Regions from separate parts of the Mus musculus genome. Here regions 1, 2, 3, 4, 5 and 6 are each linked to region 7. A link is a contact called in public Hi-C, HiCAR-type, HiChIP or PLAC-seq and promoter capture Hi-C data. All regions are on one chromosome and are shown on one strand. The core of a region is the stretch at or near the end of the contact, and the rest is flanking DNA. Distances in the headings are between cores, read along the strand shown. Region 1 holds the start of Pfkl (phosphofructokinase, liver, B-type). Region 2 holds the start of Gatd3a (glutamine amidotransferase like class 1 domain containing 3A). Region 3 holds the start of Fzr1 (fizzy and cell division cycle 20 related 1). Region 4 holds the start of Agpat3 (1-acylglycerol-3-phosphate O-acyltransferase 3). Region 5 overlaps Gm30122 (a long non-coding RNA gene). Region 6 holds the start of Rrp1 (ribosomal RNA processing 1 homolog (S. cerevisiae)). Region 7 holds the start of Tpgs1 (tubulin polyglutamylase complex subunit 1).

Region 1 (2,700 bases), core at 63-2,562, 1.7 Mb after region 7:
AGCCAGTGCTCTTAACCTCTGAGCCATATCTCCAGCCAAAACACCTCCCCACTCCCCACCAACAAAAGCCCTGTTATGTTCTTAGAATTTGAGTTAAACGGACCGCCCCTTCCTTCTTTCCTTTATTCCTTTTATCCCTGTTCTTGGTTTCTTTGTATAGCCTTGGCTGTCCTGAAATTTGCTCTATCGACCAAACTGACCTTCAAAGATCTGCCTGTCTCTGCTTCCTGAATGCTGGGATTAAAAGCGTGTGTCACCACTGCCAGACAATAAAAATAGCTCTTAAAGAATTTAGCAAAACCAGGCAAAAATCAACAAACTGTCAGGGTCAGATGGGGTACCCTCATCTCTGCAGGACAGCCCTACCATGGCAGCCCAGATCCAGCGCTCTGGACTGTGGGTAGCTTTCCTTGAGAGTCCTGGATCTGACCATTGCTCCACCAGCTTCGAATCCCTCTAACCAATCCTGAGGGGCTGGTTCCCCACTTTGTGCTCAGGCAAAGGCCACTCGCCTGAACCAGGAGCTGTGAGAGTTGAGAGAAGCGGCAGGTTTAGCAAATCACCCTGAAGTAAAAATGCTACGCTAAGTGTTTCTCTTTCCAAATCCCCAACTACATTCAGCAGTCGCGATGGGACGAATCGTGGCTATCGTCTCAGATACAACTGCAGCTTTCCTATGTTTTCTTTTGCTCTCTTTCTCCCTTTCTCCCTTTCTTTCTTTCTCTTTTTCTTTCTCTCTTTCTTTCTTTCTTTCTTTCTTTCTCTCTCTCTTTCCTTCTTTCTTTCTTTCTTTCTTTCTTTCTTTCTTTCTTTCTTTCTTTCTTTCTTTCTCCTTTTTTTGTTTGTTTGGCTTTTTTCCTTTTCCTTTTTTTTTTTAACTTCGGCTCGAAGGAGACTGTTGCAAGCCTAAATCAACTCAAGGAGCGGCTTAGGAATTCTCACCCAAGCCACACCTGCATCCCCGGATGCTGGCCAAGTGGGATTTAAAATGCCCGTGAGACTTGGCTACAGGTTTCCTTTAACAGCGCCTGGACAGATGTAAAATCAGCTTGCTGTAGCATGAACTCCACTTGCCCAGAAACTTCAGTCAGGCTCAGGTTGTGAACTTCATTTGGTGAGGACGTTGATCCTAGCTGCTGGGTACCTGGGGAGTTCGGTGGCGGGCCTGGGGAACCAGGGTTCCGGAACCGCTGCGCAGACATTTGTAGACTGGCGTGCGCTCCGCCTTTCTTAGCGCAGCTACCTTCTCCAGCAGCCACTAGAGGGGCGACCAGGTCCCCGAGCCTGTCAGTCAAACGTTATACTGGGGGCGGAGCCGGGGCGGGGCGGGACAAACCGGGTACACAGGCAGGCGCACGGGGCGGGGACAGGCGACAGCGGCGCGGAACGCAGAGCGGCGGGAGAGGAGCTTGGGCTCCTGGTCTCCGCTGCCGCCATGGCTACCGTGGACCTGGAGAAACTGCGGATGTCGGGGGCTGGCAAGGCCATTGGAGTGCTGACCAGCGGCGGTGATGCGCAAGGTGATGGGACGCGGGGGCGTGTTTAGGGATGGATCTGGGGTTTCTGCCTGTCCTCGGAACCCTTCGGGCTTGTCCACTGCCCCTCGCCTAGGGATCTGGGGTGTACTTGGCCAGCCAATCTCCTGTGGAGCACCGTGGCTTCAGGTCCCTGTCCCCAAGCTCCGCCCCGGGTAGCTGGCGTACGTGCTGCAGGCCACGGGCCTTGGCACGCCCCGCCCTCGCGCTGCCTAGGTCCGCCCGGTTTGGGGGTGTGTCCGCGCAGCACGCAGACTTAGGGCACCGGGCTATTCCTTTCTAGGCCACACGTGTCAGGACCTCTAAGAGAAGCACAGCCGGCCAAGTTTCACAGGCCGGAATTTGAAAGGATCAGGGACCCTGTACCCTCCCCCGTGCAGCCTGTGATTCCTACCTTCTCTGTACTGGGATGGGGTGAGACTGAGGCAGGCTTGCCCACACGCCTTTGCCTGGGCTGCTTCCTGTCCCTTGGATGGAGACTTAAGTGGAGAACAGAGGGCGTGGAGCGGGGGTATTTTTTTACCGGTGTAACAGGGCAAGCACCACAGGGCTAATAGTTGAGGGTGCACAGCCTCTTCTCGGCCTGGTAAGGCTAGGGAAAAGTCTGGGCTTGGGAGGATCTGCCCTCTTCTCAGCCCCTCTCTTGGTGGCCTGGTTCCAGGCTGACTGCTGATGTGCGAAGTCTGTGGCTCTAGTTGGGTCCGGCTGAAAAGAAATACTACCCAGTTGGGGGCTGAGGAAGACACGTGGAGCTTCAAGGGGCTTGGCTTCCCTGAGCACTGCAGTTGAGCTTCGCCATTTCCTTCCAAACATTTCAGGAAATACAGACACACATGCTCCTAAGCGGGGTTCCTGACTGCCCAGCCCTTACCTAAGAGATCGGTAGGAACAACACAGGATAGATACATCTTACAAGCATGATTGCAAGTCCAGGAAGGCAGGAAAAAATGTCACTCTGACTCCCATAATGCTGGAAATCTCAAATCTCTGTTGGGTCCCCTGGGCCTGGTCTAGGCTGGCAGTCAGCATACCCTTTTTCAGGGCTGTTTCAGCTTGTACATCCCAGTGCTGTCACTGAGACTGGGCCGGGGACCTGTGGAAGAATCACCCATGGTAGTGGACCACAAGAGAGGCCCTGACTAGGCCCACATCACCCATTAGATAG
Region 2 (2,987 bases), core at 319-2,818, 1.5 Mb after region 7:
CCCAGCATGTCACTCGCCAGTGAAGAGACCCACAGGTGCCAACTCATGCTGATAACTATTCACTGGCCTCTGTCCAGGCCACAGGAATGGATCTGTGTGGCACCTGGTGCACTGAGAGCCATTAGCTGTCGCACCCTTGTCATACTCAGGATACACTGATACTATACTGTCTTGGTCACCTGGAACCCGCTCAGGCTTGAACACCGTTATGGGGAGAAGCCAGAGCTTAGCCTGGTGTCGCCAGGTTTCCTGTTCTGCAGAGCATTTCTCTGTGTAGCTTGGGGTAGAAAAGGAAACTGCTTCTTATGTGCCCAGGGACAGCCAGGCCCCTGGCCGCCCAGACAAGGACCCGCTTGTTTTGGTGCCATCTTGGGATCCCCATCTGCAGTACAAATACAGTTTTATGAAGCTTTACTGGTTTTGTCTGTGTGTGGTATGAATGTGGAACTGAGGGCCCAGGGAAGGGCAGGCAAGTAGTGCTGAACCATGCTTCAGCCATCACCATACATCTCATACATCTCATCCAGTTTAATTCTCATACCAGAAACTGGGCTCAGTTTGGAGTATTTTACAAGTCTGCTCCGTGGTAACCATGCCCACTCCACCCCTGTGGACAGCCAGATGCAAATTGCCTGACACTGCTCCACCCCTCCCCCCAACTACTGTCCCCTGAAACTGAATAATCCCTGACTCGCTGTAATGGTGTTGGGCCACCAAACCCACTTCTGTATGCTCCCTGGCTTCTGCATATACTGTGCATCCCAGGCCTAAATGTCTCCTAAATGTGAAAGGGTTCCCATCTTAAGATGGGAACACCCAGCAGCTAATTATCCCTAGGAGTTGAGAGAAGCCAGGTCACCTTTGACAGCCTTCACTGTGGCTAGGGAGAGGCAGTGAAACTCTGGGAGTTATCTGGTCATTACCCCGATGGACACCGGACTGTATGCAACTATAGCAATCACATTGATTCAAAATAGGAAATGGAAGGTACGATGCTCAGCTCAGCTCTTCACTGAATCGTGACTGGCAGAACTGTGGCCTGTGAGGAAGCTGCAGAGGTACCCAGAACACAATGGCAGGAGCAATTTACGATTGCACCGTGAGGGCGCGGGGCTTGCTCTGACCCCGTTATTTAAAATCAGTTTTTAGTCATTGCATAGACTGGAATTGCAATAGGTAGTCAAGGTGGCCTACACCAAGATGAGCGCCCTTCAAACATTAACTAGGCAGACCGGGCCGCTCAACAAGGTCGATCGCAGGAAGGTCCTAACCTGGCATACTTGCTTGCTTGCCCTCTCAAAACCGAGAAGAGGCGTGTCCCAGCTCGGTCGGTCATTGAGCTGGAGAAGTCCAGCCAACCGGTCTCTTAGGTGAGGGGGGGCGTGTCCTGAGATCTGTGGCCCCTCCCTCCCGCTAGTCCTCCAGGGAAAAAGGTGCTGGGTTTCCCGTACGCCGTCGGTCACTGCGCAGGCGCGGCCCCACCCACTGGCCCTCTCCAGAAAGGGGTTGTTACGCGCTCCTCCATTGGCCAGGCGCGACCCCGCCCCACGGCGCACGTTCTCCTGACACCACTGTGGCTGGCTGCCCTTCGTGATGGCTGCCGTCAGGGTTTTGGTGGCGCCAAGGCTGGCTTCTGCGCTCCTACCGCTCTCCAGATACCACCGGGCTCCCTCCCAGCGCGCAGCCCTTCACAGCTCCGCACCGCGGCCCGGGGCCAGGGTGGCGTTGGTGAGTGCAGAGCCAGACTCCCAGGCCGAGTGCCTTCCCTTGCTAGGTCCCCGCAGCCTGGGGTCGACCAGCTGTCCGCCCAAGGTCGGCTCTTGGTGGGGTTCAGCCTCCCCTCCCTCGGTAATTGCGTGTTGGGCCCTCGCCCTCGTCAGTGCCTCTCTTCCTGCAGGTGCTGTCGGGCTGTGGAGTCTATGACGGAACCGAGATCCATGAGGCCTCAGCGTAAGTCCTCAGAGTTTGTAAACACTCTCTTGGTTTAAAAGGCAGAAATGGCCAGAGGGTGACCAAGCGCAGTGGGTTCACATCGTGATAAGTCCAAAGCCAAAGTTAGCACAGCCAAGACACAAAAGATGCCACCCGGACCCTGGGTGAAGGCAGAATGCCTGGCAGCAAGCTGGGGTCTTGAACATACCCAAAATGCAACACCTGCGGAGTCAACAACCCTCGCTGCTCATCAGTCAGTAAAAGGATGCCTTGCCTACTTATTCTGGTTCTACCCTTACCTTGCAGAAGTCTGTAAGCGGCAGGAGCCGTGCCTTCGTAAAAGCAACTAGGTGTCCTATAAACTAGGAATTCCCCAGCACTTGGTGCCAGTCCATCTGTAAAATCGTCATGCTGTGAGGCCGGAGGACACATTTGGAAGTGATGTCTTTGTGGATTTTCTTCATATAGGATCCTGGTGCACCTGAGCCGAGGCGGGGCTGAGGTCCAGATCTTTGCTCCCGATGTCCCTCAGATGCACGTGATTGACCACACCAAGGGGGAGCCTTCTGAGAGGGAAAGCAGGTATGGGTAGGGAAAGGACCTTACAAGAGCCCTGTTCCCATGAGCAGCTCCTGTACTGTAGCCTTCCTGATTATGTGATCAAGTGTCTGTCCCTCAAAGCAACTGTCATCCGGCTGTTCTGGAAATACATGGCCATGGGCCAAATGTTTCTGACCTCCCCGTGACCGTTACAGGGGTAGCAGTAGCCTTTGGGTGTGAGGTGGTCATGCTCTGCTCTGGCTAGTCCCTGTGTGGTACTGTGTTCCCTTTATCTTGTTGCTTTGTTTTTGGCAGGGAGGGGTTGTTTGTTTTGTTTTGTTTTCCCAAAGTTTCTCTATGTAGAGAGACTGTCCTGGAACACACTCTGTAGACCAGGCTGGCTTTGAACTCTGATCCTCCTGCCTCTGCCTACTGAGTGCTGGGATAAGAGGCATACTCCACCACTGCCTCGGGTTTTTGTTTTTGTTGTTTGTTTGAGACAGAGTCTGTTTGGC
Region 3 (2,740 bases), core at 11-2,510, 1.7 Mb before region 7:
GTTTTGTTTTTTAAGATTTATTTACGTGTTTTATGTAAGTACACTGTCGCTATCTTCAGACACACCAGAAGAGGACATCGGATCCCATTACAGATGGTTGTGAGCCACCATGTGGGAATTGAACTCAGGACCTCTTGGAAGAACAGTCTGTGTTCTTAATTTGTTTAGTGTCATTTACCCAGGGGCTGGCACAGGTGTGCCCATGGGATGGTCAGAGTTACACCTTGCAGGAGTTGGTTCTCGCCCTCTACCAAGTGATCCTGGGTATAAGGTGGGCTCCAGCTGGCTTAGCTGCAATCACCCTACCTTTTGAGCCATTGTGATGGGCCCAACATGTATGGTTTTGAACCTGGACCCTCTTGAGGTTTATTTCCAGCTGTCATCACTTGGGGCTTCTGGGAGTGAGTACTCAGGGACACGATAAATATTTTGGGGGGGCAGGTGTCTAACAGTCGTTCTAACAATGCAGAAGTTGAGGCTGGAGAATTGCTTCCAGCTCGAGGCTAGCCTGGCTAGAGAGAAAAAGGTAGCTCGAAAATTGAAAACAATAAACGCACAGTGAGTAACCAGCAGCGTCCGCGCGCCGAGCGCCATCCGTGGGGTAGTCACTTAACTGTTGAGTGAATCATAGCTTCAGGGGGAAGCGCCCCACTTCTTCCACAAACAGGAGCCACGCCTTCCTCCGCGCCTAGTTACTCCTGTTCTAGTCGTCCCCCCCCCCCATTCAGCCGTGGTCTTCCCCGACTGCTCATCCCAACACGGTTGCCCCGGGCAACAAGTGCCGTCTCGCTTCCTGTATTGATTTAAATCCTGAAGGACGTCCCATACTCCCGAGCTGCTCCGCGCTGGGGCGCGCAGGCGCAGCTGTTTGGGGTGGACGCGAGCACGGCACAGAGTGGGAGTGTCTAGGGGGCGTGCCCGCAAGGGACAGGGAAAGAGGCGGTGTGGGGGCGTGGCCTAGGAGAGGCGTTGGTAACTCGAGGGGCGTGGCTTCAGCACAGGCCACAGGGGGTTGGCGGAGAGATCCGTGCGTGTGGGCCGTGAGCGTGGCTGAGGGCGTGGCTTGCCCACGGAAAACCTTGGCGGCGTTGGGGGGGAGGACCTAGGGGGCGTGGCCTAGGCGCGGTGATGCGCTGGGCGGCGGGGCCGGTCGCGGGCGCGCGCGCGGCCTGCGGGACAGATTGGGGGAGGGAGTCGGGTTGCCACTGAGTTCCGCCATATTAGCTACCGCGGAGGCCGGGGGATTCCCGTGAGCAGCGGCGGCGGGGCCTGTCGCAACGGCGGGGCCTCGAACAGGCGCGGCGTGTTCCTGGGACCGGCGGGAACCGGCGGGTGCCGGCTGGCGACCGGAGCGAGGCAGGTGAGGACACGGGTGACTCGGGGACCCGCCCCCCCAGCCGACCCCTTCCTTCTCTGGGGCTCCAGTGCGGCCTGATCCTGAACCCCACATCCCAGCGACCTCCAGTACCGGCCCCGACCCCGCCAGCTCTCTGAGTCTGTCAGAGTCCTCCATCCCCAGAGCTCTGCTCTGATAGTTGCTCCCCTCGAATCCAGGGCACCACCCGTCTTGTTCCCCCGAACCCCAGAATGCAAACCAGCTTCCCAGATGAGGCCCTGAGTCACCCCAACCCTGAGTCCCCTCACCCGGCAACCTCGCCTTGACCTCGCTCTGTCCATCACAGCAATCATCGCCCAGAGCCTTGTTCAGAGCACGGCTAATGTCCAAATCCAGGCATTCCACATGTTGCAGCTCAGAACCCTAGGTCAGGCTCCTTGCGCCCCCAAATTCAGGTCACCCTTTACTACTTCCACCAAAACCACCCAATTCAGGTGAGGTCCTGAGTCAGATCTCAGACGGTCTGTCCCCAATGACCTCGCCCTGTCACCAACACTCTGTATTCTTTTGAGCTATGTTCCCTTAAATTTAGAGCATTCTGTCTCATGCTGATCACTCAAGACTCAACTGCAAACCATTCATCTGCACCCTGTTGACTTCCAAATGTAAATCCCCCTGCCTCAGATGCTCCCTACATCCAAACTGGGATCTGAGTCAACCTCCAGAGTCCAGGAGTCTCAAATCTGGCATTCCCCAGGTGGGAAGGATTGTGAACTAAATTTGCCGTAAACACCCAGTGGTTCAGCCAACAACCAGGTGTCTCATCTCAGGGGAGACATGGCCAGAAACCACAGACATTCTGTGTCCCCAAATCCACCACGTACCCTCTCAGATCTGAACCTCCACTCTGTGTCTTCAAATGCAAGTCCAGGTCCTTCCATCCTCTATCCCTGATCCAAAGCCATTGTCCCCTACAAAGCCCTTAAATCACCCCACCAACTTCACTTGTCTCCAGCTGTAAGCCTGACACCAACCTCTGTATAGGCATTACCTTCCTACCCCGCTCCCCTAAATTCTCTGCTAATTGAGAGCACCTGGTGGGATGCACTCCTTGTTGAGAACACCTGGTGGGAAGCACGCCCCCTACCCGTCCTGTCTGAGAGATGACCTCATTCCTCTGGCTGCTGAGTCCCAGTCCTAGCTCCTTCCTGCTGTTTGAATGAGGGTGATTCCCCAGTGAAGATTCACCCAGAACAGACACCACCTCTGGCTCTCGGGATCAGGGCTTAGAAAGAAAGGGAGTTGGTGGCTCTAGCTCTCATGGGGCTGGGATGGCATGTGTTGTAAAGATTAATGGAGTTCTCAAGTGTGGATTTGGTACTTGAGGAGTTTAGCCCATGTTTT
Region 4 (2,936 bases), core at 403-2,902, 1.3 Mb after region 7:
GGGAAGGAGACTCAGGTGGCTGTTGGTCCTCAGATCCGATGACTCACTATGGACGGAACAGGCTTCTTAGAGAAGAGGGTCCTGACCTTCTTCTGACCCAAGGCTGACCCTAGGAAGACCCTGGACTAGGTTAATTGAGGTTTCCTCCTGGATTGGTTGTGGATACAATGTTGCTAGTCAGTTGCCAACTATAAATAAATCAAAGGGTACAGCACGTGGGAGTGAAAAGCGATCCTGGTGCCTTACCAGGCACTGGGGACAATCCTACAGGATTCCAGGATGGGATCCTTACTTGGGGGCAGGATGGGGTGTGTGTTGGGAGTGGGGTCCAGGAGGATAAGGGAAATGGGGTCTAATTAATTGGCGGGGAACCCCCAAATTTCCAGGCGTCCCCAGGAGGACTCAGAAGGAAGGGGAGTCTAACCTGAGCCATCAAAACATCCTGGGTCTCAAGGGGACCTCCGGGACTGGGAAGGGGTCTAGGCTGAGGCTCAGAATGATTTCAGGAGGCTGAACGGAGGCAAATCCAGGCTGGGCCTAGGAATATTCCAGTTCTTGGGGGAGGCAACCCAGGAGGACTCCAGGGAACCATCGGGGGTCCAAGTACGGCCCAGGAACACCCCGAAGAACTTCAGGGGGACAAGGGGATCCAGGCTGGGCCCAGGAACACCGCAGTACCCCAGAAGGACTTCAGTGGGCTAAAAGAGGGGATTCAAGCTGGGCCCAGGAACACCCCAGTGGGACTCCGGAGGACCGCAGGCAGCTGAAAGGGAGTCGGACTGGGTCTAGGAACATCCCGCTGGCCAGGGAGGGTGGAGGCTGCTCCCGCGGGGCGCGCCTCGCGTCCCCTCCCCCGCTTGCTGTCCGTTGGCCGAGGCGGTCGCCGCTGCGCCGCGGGCCGCGACTCCTCCCCCGCGCGTCGGTCCGCGCGTGTCCCCGCGTCCCCGCGCCTGGCGTCCCGCGCCGGCGGAACTGTGGGATCGCCGCGCACAGGAAGTGGCGGCGGCGCCGAGGCGGAGGGCGGCGATGGGGGCCCGGGGCGGCGGGCGCCGCACTCGCTGAGGCCCCGACGCAGGGCCGGGCCGGGCCCAGGCCGCGCGCGCCCGACGCGAGAACCGCGACCAGCAGGTGGAGTGCAGGTGAGCCGCGCCGAGCCCGGCCGAGCCGCCGGAGGTCGTCCCCCGCCCGCGGTCGCCGGGCCCCGCCGCAGTGGCCGGCTGCGCTCCGCGGGGCGCGCGGCCTGGAGAGCGCGGCGCCTGGAGGCTCCGGGTCCCGCCCGGCCCCTGTGCGGCCTGCCCGGCCCGCCGGTGCTGTGCGGGGTGCGCGGCGGCCTGGGGATGCGGGCGATCGGGTAGAGATGGGGATGCGGGGCCCGACGAGAGGGCCTGGGCGGCCTTGGGGCCCCTCTCCGGGGGGAACCTTGCTCGGCTCCCGGCTCCTCGCTCTGGGGGAGCCCCCCATGCCTGATTTCGGGGCCCTGTGGGCTAGTTTCACTTTTTTGCTTGCTCAACGCGGAGGGAGGGCTGCAGGTGGGACGCCCTGGAGGAAGGTGCGAGGGCTCGGTTGTTGTTGTTTTTTTTTTTTCTTGACTTTGGCGTTTGAGACCAAAGGCCGACTGTGAATTTCCACGTTTCACTCAGGCGCTGGGGTCATTCAGTAACCAGAGCCTCTGGAGGAAAACACCTGTCCACGGTGGGCCTGGAGCCCCGGAGCAGTTGACCCCAGGTACCTACGACAGGAGGATTGTGAACACTTAAGCTGGGTGGAAAATATATTCAGGTTTCCTTTTTAACTTCGAGAGAAGTTTAGGGGCACAGGGAAATGATTTTAGAAATGGCCTTTCAAACCTAACTTTTTAAAGCAGTGTGGAAAGTCTTCTCTAAGAGAATACTTAAGAGACTGGGTTCTTCTTCCTGGGAAACGAGAAGGCTACTTGGATTTGAGACAGATTGGAATGACTCGTCCAGAGCCAAGATCTTGGATTCTGGGATTGGACACAGGGTGCCGGTTGGGGGTGCTGGGTTGGTGGCTGTTGGAACTGAGTGGAAGCAGCTCTTTCTGCTTCGATGACATTGGGAAATGGACTGTGCCCCTTTCAAAGGGGTCTCTGTGCACTTTGATCACTCCCTTACTGTCCCTTCCCCTTATTAGGTAAGCAGGACTCCTTCCAACTTTAGGATTTAGCCTATAAGATTGATTCCTAGTATCACACTCTGTGCTTTGTAATTACGTTGTTTCCAAAGGCAGTTACATGCAATGGCTTTGCCAGCCTCTCTTTGGTCTTGGTGGCATGTGCTCCTCAGCATGGCTATGTTCAGCAGGTGGATGTCAGCTGGATGTCTGACCTAACTCAGTCTGGACCTACTGGAGGCCTTGTGTGTGGCCCCCACCTGCTCTTATCTGTACAGCAGCAGGGCAGAAGGTCTAGGTCTTAGAAGTTGCCTGTGGAATTGGTGGGAAGTGGGTTAAATACAGTGTCTCCTAGGGAAGGAAGATGGGAGGGATGCTGGAAATGAAGGGAGGTCTCTGTCTCACCCTAAGCTGCTCCCAGATAACAGGCCCAGCACCTGGGAAGGACAGTGCCTGTGTGTTCTAGGGGACTGGGGAAACTGAACAGAAAGTAACTGATCTACTTCAGAAGTTACAAAAGGAGCATCTACTGCAGTAGAGGAGTTGTTTACTTCTTTTCTGGGGCATATAGCTGCGACTCTGTGCTAACAGACTCTGAAACACACTGGGGTCTGAGGAGCAAGGCTAGCCACTTGTCCTGGATTATGTCACAAATCTCCACAGCCAGAATTTAAATGAAGAGCAAAGGGACTCTGATTTCCTCCAGCCCAGTCAGGGTAGTAAAAATCTGTATACATCTGTCTCTGGCCCACTTGGAGGCAGGTAGGGCATAGTAAGATCTTTGTATAGTATGGGATGAGCAAAGA
Region 5 (2,879 bases), core at 95-2,594, 1.4 Mb after region 7:
AGAGGCTGAGCATGTGTCCTGTGACCACCCCCAGAGCCTCCCTGCCATTCTGCTGGAGCCTCTGTGGCCCACCACAGGCCACTTAGAGAGTGCCCTCAGCTAATGGACATTTAAAAATGCATGCCATAGCTCCTGCCAGCTCCTAGGCTTAGAGGAAGCTCGATCCCATGGTCTCCAACAAAAGCCCAGGGAGTGAGGCCTGGCCTGAACCTTTATCTCTAAAACCTGCCAGAGCTCCCTGCCCTGTTTCTGAGCTCTCTGACACCCCATCTAGCTGGCTCAGGATCCCCAATTTGTCCTTTCGGATCAAGGACAACCCTCAGCTGTTCTGACAGTCCTGTAGCTAGCAGGTGCTTGGCTCCAAATACAGGTCACACCCAGAATGCTCTGCTGCCTTGCTCACCTTCCAGCCTCCAGACGCTGCAGGCACCAGCTCCGGAGTGGATTACGGTGGAAGGTTCAAGCAAAGCATACTTCCAATGTGGCACTGATTCTTTGTGCCTACCTCTTGCCCGACTGTCCTAGAGTCTTAGGCCACTCTGCTTCTGCAGAAATTTGGTCAGCTGACCATTCACACTATGTCCTTAGATGCCCTGTCCCCCCAAGGTGCAGACAGTGACCCTTGGAGTGTGTCGTTCACCAAAACCACACAGGGTCAGCAATCCATCCCCAGACTTCTTCCCTCCCTCATCCCTCCACTGGGTCCACGTTCCCTGGTTCCATTTGTCCCTCCACTGGGCTTCTGCTCTCCCCAGGTGCCTGTAACAGGTGACACAGTGGCCAGTGACCTATGCATGCACGAGGATGGATAGTTCTTGTTGCCTCCCCCTCCTCTTCCCTCAACCCTATTCCTTCTCCGGGTTTTTGGCTCAGCAGCTTGTTGGGTGTGAGCAAGCTTCCAGCTCCAAGAGTTGCTCCCCTCCCCCATGTTCTGCATGGGCTCGTACAGTATAAACAGCAACCTCTGCTGCAGCATGGCTGAACTTGTGTTCCCAGCATGGATGATAGACGCCTAGGAAGGACATCCTGGGGGTGTTTCCTAGGCCATCAAGCACAGGGGAAAATGCTGTCTGCTGTGATGTGCCAGTTCAGAACCGGTTTAGGAATTGATGACTGGGAATATGATGTTTGGCTGCCAGGATGGTCTTCACTTGGTCTGAAGACTCAGGATGCAGTCTGACTGTGGGGAGGGTCTCTGAATGAGGGGAGTGGTGGGCGTGGCAAAGGACAGGAGTGCTGTCCCTCTGTGAGGACTCAATTTTGCATATCTGGGACCCAGAAGTAGCGCAAGGTTGTTACTGAGTCATTTGATAGGTTCACAGCAAAGCTTTTGCACTGTTGGGATTAAATGAGGTCAGTAGTTGTGAGGCACTGAACGGGAGGGACTCGGTACTCACACAGATCCACTGATGTCTAAGTGAATGGTCTCTGATCACTAAAACACTAATAGTTTCTAAATCTCCTCTTTCCCCCTCTTCTTAACTTGCACCAGCCCTTTGTTCACATGGGTTAAACCGGTTTTCTCCTGCACAGGCCGGCTGACTTTTGGGTTGATATTTACATATGCAGAGATGCTGCCCTGTTAAGAACCTGTGTAAATGCTTTCACTGGAGAAAGACAGTCACCTTGCGACAGAGTTCCACAAGGTAATTTACAAGCAGCCAAAATTTATTTCTTGTGGTCCCGGGAGTTGGAAATTCTAATGCCAAAAATGTAGAAGATGGGAGGGCAAGAGAGGACCAGAGAGTAAACAAGAAAGATCAGACAGGAGGCCCCATGCCTTCTGTGATCAACATCATGACGTCTGTAAGCAGAGCCTTGGGACATATGTGGCCACTCAGGACCCCCAAATACTCCACTAGGGATTAAATTCCAATACATGGACTTTGGGGACACAGTCAAACTCCAGTGACAACCATAAGGGATTTCTTCTCAAATCCGTTGATGGGCAGAGTGACAGGAACAGCCTTTGATGTGTTTGCAGCACATGTCACTTTGTGACCTGTGACCCGGAAGCACTCCTCACTTAGGGCTGATGAACTGTATCCATTAAAGTCTCGGCTGGTGAGGATGCCTCTTCTTCATTGGGTTTTGGCGTCAATGTTACAGTTCTGCAATAAGAGGCAGCGGTCTGTTCTTCTTTTCCTGGGCTCAGGGGGTTTGAGCCTGGTAGACTCCCTTGGGATGCTCTATGGTCAGGTGGTATTTTGTGTACCAGAGAGGGATTTGAAGGGAAAGGGCTCTTTAGCAACTTTCCCAATTTGTTTGTTGTAAAGGAGCCAGTTAGTTTTTCTACAGTGCTCCAAAGTCAGTTTTCTCTGGAAAATCCCCTTTCATCCTAATTTAAATGTAATGGTCGCTTCGGCCATATCCCTTTCTTGTTCAGCATGGACGTCCCCTTTTTAAAGTTTCTTGCCCTTTGCTCATTCAGGCGTTTTTCCAAATGACAGATAAGCCTAGCCCTTTCAGTTCTCAATATCTGCTGTGCTTTTTATCTTTATCGATTCCTCCCTTCTTGTTGCATTTAAATAACGTCTCCCAACCTTTCAGGTCAGTGCTAGGTCCATTTCTTCTCATTCCCCCTTTAATAGAACGACATTTAGGTCACGGCTGTTTCGTGATGCCTGCTTCCAAGCCCCATCAGCAGTGAGCTTGTCCTCTGGATTTTACAAATAGCATTACTGGGTTTATTTGTGCTATCGGGCTGGCCTTTGGTGGAGAGTTAAGGAGAAAAACTCATAGATTTCCAAGTAGCATAGCTTTTGTTTTTCTTTTTTTAGTTGTGTTTAGTTTCCTGATTTTGTTAATTCTCCAATTTGGGCATTTCCGATGTTCTGAGTGTTTCTCTGCCTCGAGGAAAGGAACCACACCCCTGCTGC
Region 6 (2,700 bases), core at 192-2,691, 1.3 Mb after region 7:
TTTCTGTCTGTGTGTCTGTCCTGTATTTCTTTACTTCTCCCAGTTGGGGTTTCAGTACTCAAGCCTAGCAGGACTTGGCATATACACATATGTATAGGTGGATATATTTACTGTGTGATGTGTAAGTAGAGTCTGACCATTAATATTAGTAGTTTAAGATAGCTTGCCTAGGGCTGGAGAGATGGCTCAGCGGTTAAGAGCACCGATTGGTCTTTCAGAGGTCCTGAGTTCAATTCCCAGCAACCACACAGTGGCTCACAACCATCTGTAATGGGATCTAATGCCCTCTTCTGGTGTGTCCGAAGACAGTAACTGCGTACTCATATAAATAAAACAACAGCAACAAGAGATAGCTTGCCTAAGTCAAAGAAACTGGGTTGACTTTAAAAAGCGTGGCCATAACATTGATGTAGTCTATCAAATTTTTTGTTATTCAGTAAATTCTGATGTTATAGAAAATACAGAATTGTCTATGTTCCTGTAATAGTGCTTAGACATGCCCTCTCCCACCCCAGTTGCTTATTCCTCTTCAGTCAGACTTTCAACAACCATCCCTCCCATTTTTTCCAGCATCTAGCTTTTCAAATACAGCCACCTTCCTTGCCTGACACTTTAATCCTGGGCTTAGCTGGCCTATGGTGTAGCAACGAACTGGCAATGTTATGGTACCACTAAGTCCAAACGTCCACTGGTCTTGGAAATTTCCCCCAGCAAGTCATCAGACTTCTGGTGGTCTTGGGCACACCAATGAAACCTGTAATTGTTTTGTATTCTAATTTGACATTTCAGCTCTTGGGCTATATGGAAAAATTTTCCCAATAGTGTCCCAAACGATTGTCACCACACATTTCATGAACCAGGGCACACTCAAGTTTTGCACACTCACTGTGCTTTCTATAGTGTATTTGCCTGCCTACCTTCATGATAGGTACCTGCACCCTGTCCCATAATCTGGATCCTGACAGCCTTCTTGCTTTTCTCTTTCCAGGAAAGTGGATGCTCTACAAGAGGCTTGGTGGGGTGGATTTCCCTGAGGACTAAGGTGTTAGGGATCAGGTAAAGTGTTTCGGGTAAAGCTCGTAGTTCTCGGCGTTGCAGGGTTCATGCACACACCCAACCTCCCCCCACCCACACCCCACACCCCAACATGGCTCAGGATGCTGAGCCAAGGGCAGCTCCACGCAGTCCTGCTAAGTGTTACAGTTGAGGACAAGCTGGGCCACATCACGATCTTCTTGTAATACAGCCACTCCTGCTGCAGTAAAGAGGAGGGCGAACCCAAGACAATGCTTTAACCTTTTCAAGAATCAGAGATGCCCTAGGCTTACACCAGACCATCCTCCTCCCTGCAGGGTGCAGTTGCGCCTCTCGGCCACTGAGAGGCGGTAGCGTACGCCAGCATCGTCCAGGACGTTTGACGTCTAGCTGGGTTGTGTCGCCTCAGTGTGACGTTCAGTGGTGACGAGCGCGTGTCGTCACTCGAGCGCCCCAGCGGAAGCGTCGAGTGCGTGGTCTCAGGGTTCTCCTCACCATGGTTCCCGGAGTGCCGCTCCCGCCGGAGATCCAGCTGGCGCAGCGCCTGGCGGGCAATGAACAGGTGACGCGGGACCGCGCGTTGCGGAAGCTGCGGAAGTACATCGAGGCCAGGTCGCAGCGGGCGACAGGTACGCGGGCGGGAGGGCAGGCGAGCTCCGCTGCGTGGGCCCCGCAGGATCCGGCCTTCGTCTGCTGTTCTACTGGCTTAGGCTGACCCGATCGGTCTGCCCGCTTTTCTTCCTTCTGTAGCTTGCTGGTGCTCTTCCGCCGGCCTTTACTGGTGTCCCGTGTTCTTAAAGGTGTGTTCTCGACACCCCGTTCCCAGGATGTCCTTTTGCAGAGCGGTTTCTGTGCTTCTGGTCCTCAGTGAGCGACCCCTTTCAGCAGCCTCCGCGTCTCTTGGATATCCCTCCGCAGATGCAAATTATAGATTCCCTGAGCAGTGGTTTGGCCGAGGTCACGGCTGTATGCTTTGGGAAGTGTCTCAAGGCAGTTTTCCACGCTCTAGTCAGAGAACCCCAGCTTGGGGAATGCGCTTCGCCAAATGGTGGCGATGTCCTTTGCTTTTGGATATCCCTCCGCGGATGCAAATTATAGATTCCCTGAGCGGTGGTTTGGCCGAGGTCATGGCTGTATGCTTTGGGAAGTGTCTCAGCGCAGTTTTTCACGCTCTAGTCAGAGCACCCCAACTTGGGGGATGCGCCTCGCTAAATGGTGGTGATGTCCTTTGCTAGCCGGAATGAATAACTTTCACCATTTAATCTCCGAAATGTCATAGTATAGCTACAGTTCCTTGGTCTGACACTGGCTTAATTAATCACTGCATTAACAATGGGCCATCTCCCGGTCCCGAAAGTGTTGGGTTTCTTTAACTCTATGGGACTGATACCTGCTTGCTGGTGCATGGAGTTACTGGAGGGTTGGGGGGAGGGGCTCCTCCAGGCACCGTTATGGCAGTTCTGTTGGAGAATGTTTTGAGGGCGGGGCTGGCTGCCCAATCATATTTTTTTAAGGTTTATTTATTTATTTAATGTATATGAGTACACTGTAGCTAGCTGTACAGATGGTTGTGAGCCTTCATGTGGTTGTTGGGAATTGAATTTAGGACCTCTGCTCGTTCCAGTTGGCCCCACTCACTGAGGTCAGCCCAGCTCGCTCAGTCCC
Region 7 (2,700 bases), core at 141-2,640:
TTCCGGATGCCCCCAGTAAGCAGTTTGTTCCTCCCCTGGGCACCTCACGGTGTGGTCTTGTGTGCGTATTCTCTGCTGATACCTTCAGTCTCCCACTCACATACCCCAATGCTGTCCTAGCTGAAGACTGTCCGTCTACATTCTCGCTGGTTTTCTCCCTTTGTGCCTGTACCCCTCCCCTCTAGCCACATGGGCCCGCCATGCTCCACCCTTCCCTTCTTGGCTACCATCTTGGATACTGAGCCCCTTCCCTCTGGTGCAGAGATGTCTGGTCTGCTCAGCTGGAAATGTATGATCTCTGGACTTTCACTTCCCTAGGGAAGGCCTGAGCTACTGTTGCCCAACGTCTTCCTCCTTGCGGCCCCCTCCCCTGCTCTCCTCCCTGAGTCTTCCTCCAAGCACCCTTTGGAAAGCCACTCCCATGCTGAGACCCTCAGGCATTTGGTCACCCCCTGGCTGATGATGCCCTACTGATCAGCTTCCCTCATCCACTATGCAATGAAAAAGCGTCCTTAGTCGTCACCTACACTGGAACTACTCCCACTGCGGAGCTCCCTGCAGGGTTCACGTCAGGCTCTAGACCAGCCTGTGCTCTGCGTGTGCATCTAAGGAACTTCTGTCTGGGGCCTGGGGCCTGAGTACACAGGCTGTCCATCTCCTGGACAAGCACCACACTATTTATACTACCTTGCTGGGCTTCTTGACCTCCCAAAACCCTTGGCTGCGAGGGCAAAATGGACTCGGGTTCAAAAGCAACCTCCTCCAGGCCGTAATCACCTGGAAGCTCATGCAATAGATGGACGATGGATTACAACCCCCAGCACTTCCTACCCGGACCACAATATCCAGTACACCCCGCGCACACTGCAGGCGAAATCGATGCGAGGCGTGCCGAGAACCTTAAACCTGCCTCAAGCCGACCAGACCCGGGAAAAGAGGAAAGACCACTACTCCCGGAAACGCCCCGCGCCGGCGGCGAGTTGCTCCCGCGCGGGGCCTGTCGGGAATTGTAGTTCTGGTACCCCCGTCCGCCATCGGTCCGCACCTCTGCGAGTGGTGAGCCAGGCGAAGGTGCCACAGCGCGCGGCCCAGGCGCTGTTGCTGCAGGAGGAGCTGGCCCGGGGGCTCCCCGGCGCCTCCGTTGGTCGGCGAGCGTAGACCCATGTTCTCGAAGTAGTGCGCCAAGAAGGCGATGGGCTCCTCGGGCCGGATCTCCAGCACCTTTAGGAGGGCTGCGCGCAGCATCTCCGTCACGCCGAGCTGCCGTAGGAAGTCCTCCTCGCTCTCAGCGGCCGCCGCCGCCTGAGACACCGACGTCCGGCCACTGTCCGGGAAATTGGCCGCTGGTGCTACTGCCGGCCGCCGTTTCTCCACTGCCGCCATCTTTGTTGGGGGCAGCGGGACCGGAAGCGCCGCCATAATTCACGGCGCGATGAGGCGCCTTCCCTCGACGACCATTTTTGTTAAGGGCAGAGGCAGCGGCCCCCCTCTCTGAGAATCTCGATAGTAACAAGCGCAAGCGACCTTTTCCCCCTGTGCCCCTGGCTTTCTCTGTGTGCGTTTTCCTGCTACTCCATGACTGCATCTTCTAGCTTCGGTCTGGAATTGTGAGCTTGCCAGACTTCAAAATGGTCCCCCAGGAAGGGCTTGGTTTCTGGCTTGAAGCGCGATACCTTGCCATCTTGGTAGTGGGCAAGTCTTCCTAAGCATGGTCTCCTAGCAACCAGGCACCCTGGGTACCAGATAAACCCCGCAAAGCTCACCAGGAATCTAGGGCTGAAAGCGGAGTTCAAACCGTTTTCTGCGTTTGCTCCCAGACTCGGCCTGGGCTCTCCCGGGTTTTTGGCCTCACTTAGTCTCCTTCCGAGCGTTAAGGTGCCTGAGCGGAGTTGTCACCAGATTCCTTCCTTTCCCAGACTGTTACCATTTCTGACCACCAGAGGGGGGTGCTCTCTTTGCAATTCTGAACTGCTGTGGCTTTCTAGTATCCTCGCATGTCCCTTTTCTGTGTTATCTTTGGCTCTTTATCTACTGACATACTTTTTATTCCCTTGTCTGGCATCCATACCGCTCTTCGTGTTTTCCCAGGTTACCCCCCAAGTACTTTTTCTAAGCCACTGGATATCTCCTTAGTTACTCTTGTTAAATGCAGGCATTTCCCAGCCTAGTATCCTGTTGCTCGACCTACCAAAGAAAACTGGGATGTGTGACTGTCTCCAGGGACTCTGGCTGTAGGGATAGGTGATGTACAAAGCCTTCCTATTCACAGTACGAAAGAATATGCCAGTGGCTAGATACGGGGCTTTTATTTAGCTCTGGGCCAGCAGGCAGAAAAGCCCAGAAGTCAGGAGAAACTTATAGATGTGCTGACCACCAAGGAAAGAGGCCACACTATCATCTTGATGCCCCAAATCCTGCAGCTGGTCACTCTCTGCCTCCTTTAGTCTGGCATAATGGAGCTTCATAGGTGTGTACATGAGCTAGTGTCTGGGCGAGGACCTGGCCGGTAGCATTTCCACAGGCGGTAGGCAAGGAAGACCAGTGCAAGCAGCCCCAGCACCAAGCTGCCAATCCATAGGACGACGGTGGAGGCTGAAAGAGTAGGAAGAGAAAGGCTGCCATCAGTCCCAGTGCCTGTGGGCTCCACAGAGGGAACATACATAGGCCCTTACAGTTTAAAAGTGGACTTAACTAGCCAGC

What was found. Promoter capture Hi-C pulls out the DNA fragments that hold promoters and counts their contacts. A called contact is a pair of places that touch in the nucleus more often than the background predicts. HiCAR-type assays count read pairs that join an accessible place to other places. HiChIP or PLAC-seq counts read pairs in DNA pulled down with a chosen protein or histone mark.
Region 1: a contact with region 7 is called in a HiCAR-type map of astrocytes, with 4 times the contacts expected there. The contact joins the promoter of Pfkl here to the promoter of Tpgs1 in region 7. A contact is called at or near these places in 9 of 39 promoter capture datasets (the 3T3-L1 cell line, the C10 cell line, cranial neural crest and 6 more), 3 of 115 datasets of contacts at active chromatin or transcription factors (astrocytes and embryonic stem cells) and 1 of 9 other capture datasets (adipose tissue).
Region 2: a contact with region 7 is called in a Hi-C map of B cells, with 8 read pairs. The contact joins the promoter of Gatd3a here to the promoter of Tpgs1 in region 7. A contact is called at or near these places in 5 of 39 promoter capture datasets (the HPC-7 cell line, cranial neural crest, embryonic stem cells and 2 more), 2 of 484 Hi-C or Micro-C datasets (B cells and CD4 T cells), 2 of 115 datasets of contacts at active chromatin or transcription factors (astrocytes and embryonic stem cells) and 1 of 9 other capture datasets (liver).
Region 3: a promoter capture Hi-C map of pre-B cells shows a contact between it and region 7, with 2.4 times the contacts expected there. The contact joins the promoter of Fzr1 here to the promoter of Tpgs1 in region 7. A contact is called at or near these places in 5 of 39 promoter capture datasets (cranial neural crest, erythroid cells, hippocampal neurons and 2 more) and 1 of 115 datasets of contacts at active chromatin or transcription factors (microglia).
Region 4: a contact with region 7 is called in a promoter capture Hi-C map of hippocampal neurons, with 4 times the contacts expected there. The contact joins the promoter of Agpat3 here to the promoter of Tpgs1 in region 7. A contact is called at or near these places in 7 of 39 promoter capture datasets (cranial neural crest, embryonic stem cells, hippocampal neurons and 3 more) and 3 of 115 datasets of contacts at active chromatin or transcription factors (astrocytes and embryonic stem cells).
Region 5: a promoter capture Hi-C map of embryonic stem cells shows a contact between it and region 7, with 3 times the contacts expected there. The contact joins the enhancer-like site here to the promoter of Tpgs1 in region 7. A contact is called at or near these places in 9 of 39 promoter capture datasets (the 3T3-L1 cell line, cranial neural crest, embryonic stem cells and 4 more), 4 of 115 datasets of contacts at active chromatin or transcription factors (cardiomyocytes, embryonic stem cells and large pre-B cells) and 1 of 9 other capture datasets (macrophages).
Region 6: an H3K4me3 HiChIP or PLAC-seq map of forebrain shows a contact between it and region 7, with 8 times the contacts expected there. The contact joins the promoter of Rrp1 here to the promoter of Tpgs1 in region 7. A contact is called at or near these places in 4 of 39 promoter capture datasets (embryonic stem cells, hippocampal neurons and pre-B cells), 2 of 484 Hi-C or Micro-C datasets (Th1 cells and cerebral cortex), 4 of 115 datasets of contacts at active chromatin or transcription factors (embryonic stem cells, forebrain and pro-B cells) and 1 of 9 other capture datasets (liver).

Annotation. Positions count from the first base shown.
Region 1 is chr10:78,008,419-78,011,118 of GRCm38.p6, reverse strand. Pfkl (phosphofructokinase, liver, B-type) reads left to right here and starts at 1,312. Exons shown (of 22, transcript NM_008826.5): 1 at 1,312-1,520. The coding sequence starts at 1,436.
Region 2 is chr10:78,168,336-78,171,322 of GRCm38.p6, reverse strand. It overlaps Gatd3a (glutamine amidotransferase like class 1 domain containing 3A), which reads left to right and starts at 1,568. Exons shown (of 7, transcript NM_138601.3): 1 at 1,568-1,728; 2 at 1,898-1,950; 3 at 2,401-2,514. The coding sequence starts at 1,594. It overlaps Pwp2 (PWP2 periodic tryptophan protein homolog (yeast)), which reads left to right. Exons shown (of 21, transcript NM_029546.2): 21 at 1-413.
Region 3 is chr10:81,376,890-81,379,629 of GRCm38.p6, reverse strand. Fzr1 (fizzy and cell division cycle 20 related 1) reads left to right here and starts at 1,260. Exons shown (of 14, transcript NM_019757.1): 1 at 1,260-1,360.
Region 4 is chr10:78,350,416-78,353,351 of GRCm38.p6, reverse strand. Agpat3 (1-acylglycerol-3-phosphate O-acyltransferase 3) reads left to right here and starts at 1,652. Exons shown (of 10, transcript NM_053014.3): 1 at 1,652-1,725. Gm40709 (a long non-coding RNA gene) reads right to left here and starts at 869. Exons shown (of 3, transcript XR_871856.3): 1 at 425-869; 2 at 1-188.
Region 5 is chr10:78,258,571-78,261,449 of GRCm38.p6, reverse strand. It overlaps Gm30122 (a long non-coding RNA gene), which reads left to right. Exons shown (of 3, transcript XR_380597.2): 2 at 1,534-1,646. Among named protein-coding and RNA genes, the nearest start is that of Gm30122, 4.1 kb to the left of the region's middle. Within about 2 kb of position 1,344, at least 13 of the 459 cell types and tissues checked have an H3K27ac peak or open chromatin away from gene starts, as enhancers often do. A contact at or near this core is called in embryonic stem cells, where this site is marked.
Region 6 is chr10:78,411,784-78,414,483 of GRCm38.p6, reverse strand. It overlaps Rrp1 (ribosomal RNA processing 1 homolog (S. cerevisiae)), which reads left to right and starts at 1,441. Exons shown (of 13, transcript NM_010925.2): 1 at 1,441-1,664. The coding sequence starts at 1,532.
Region 7 is chr10:79,668,129-79,670,828 of GRCm38.p6, reverse strand. Tpgs1 (tubulin polyglutamylase complex subunit 1) reads right to left here and starts at 1,390. Exons shown (of 2, transcript NM_148934.3): 1 at 1,046-1,390. The coding sequence starts at 1,383. Madcam1 (mucosal vascular addressin cell adhesion molecule 1) reads right to left here. Exons shown (of 5, transcript NM_013591.3): 5 at 2,287-2,592. The coding sequence ends at 2,462.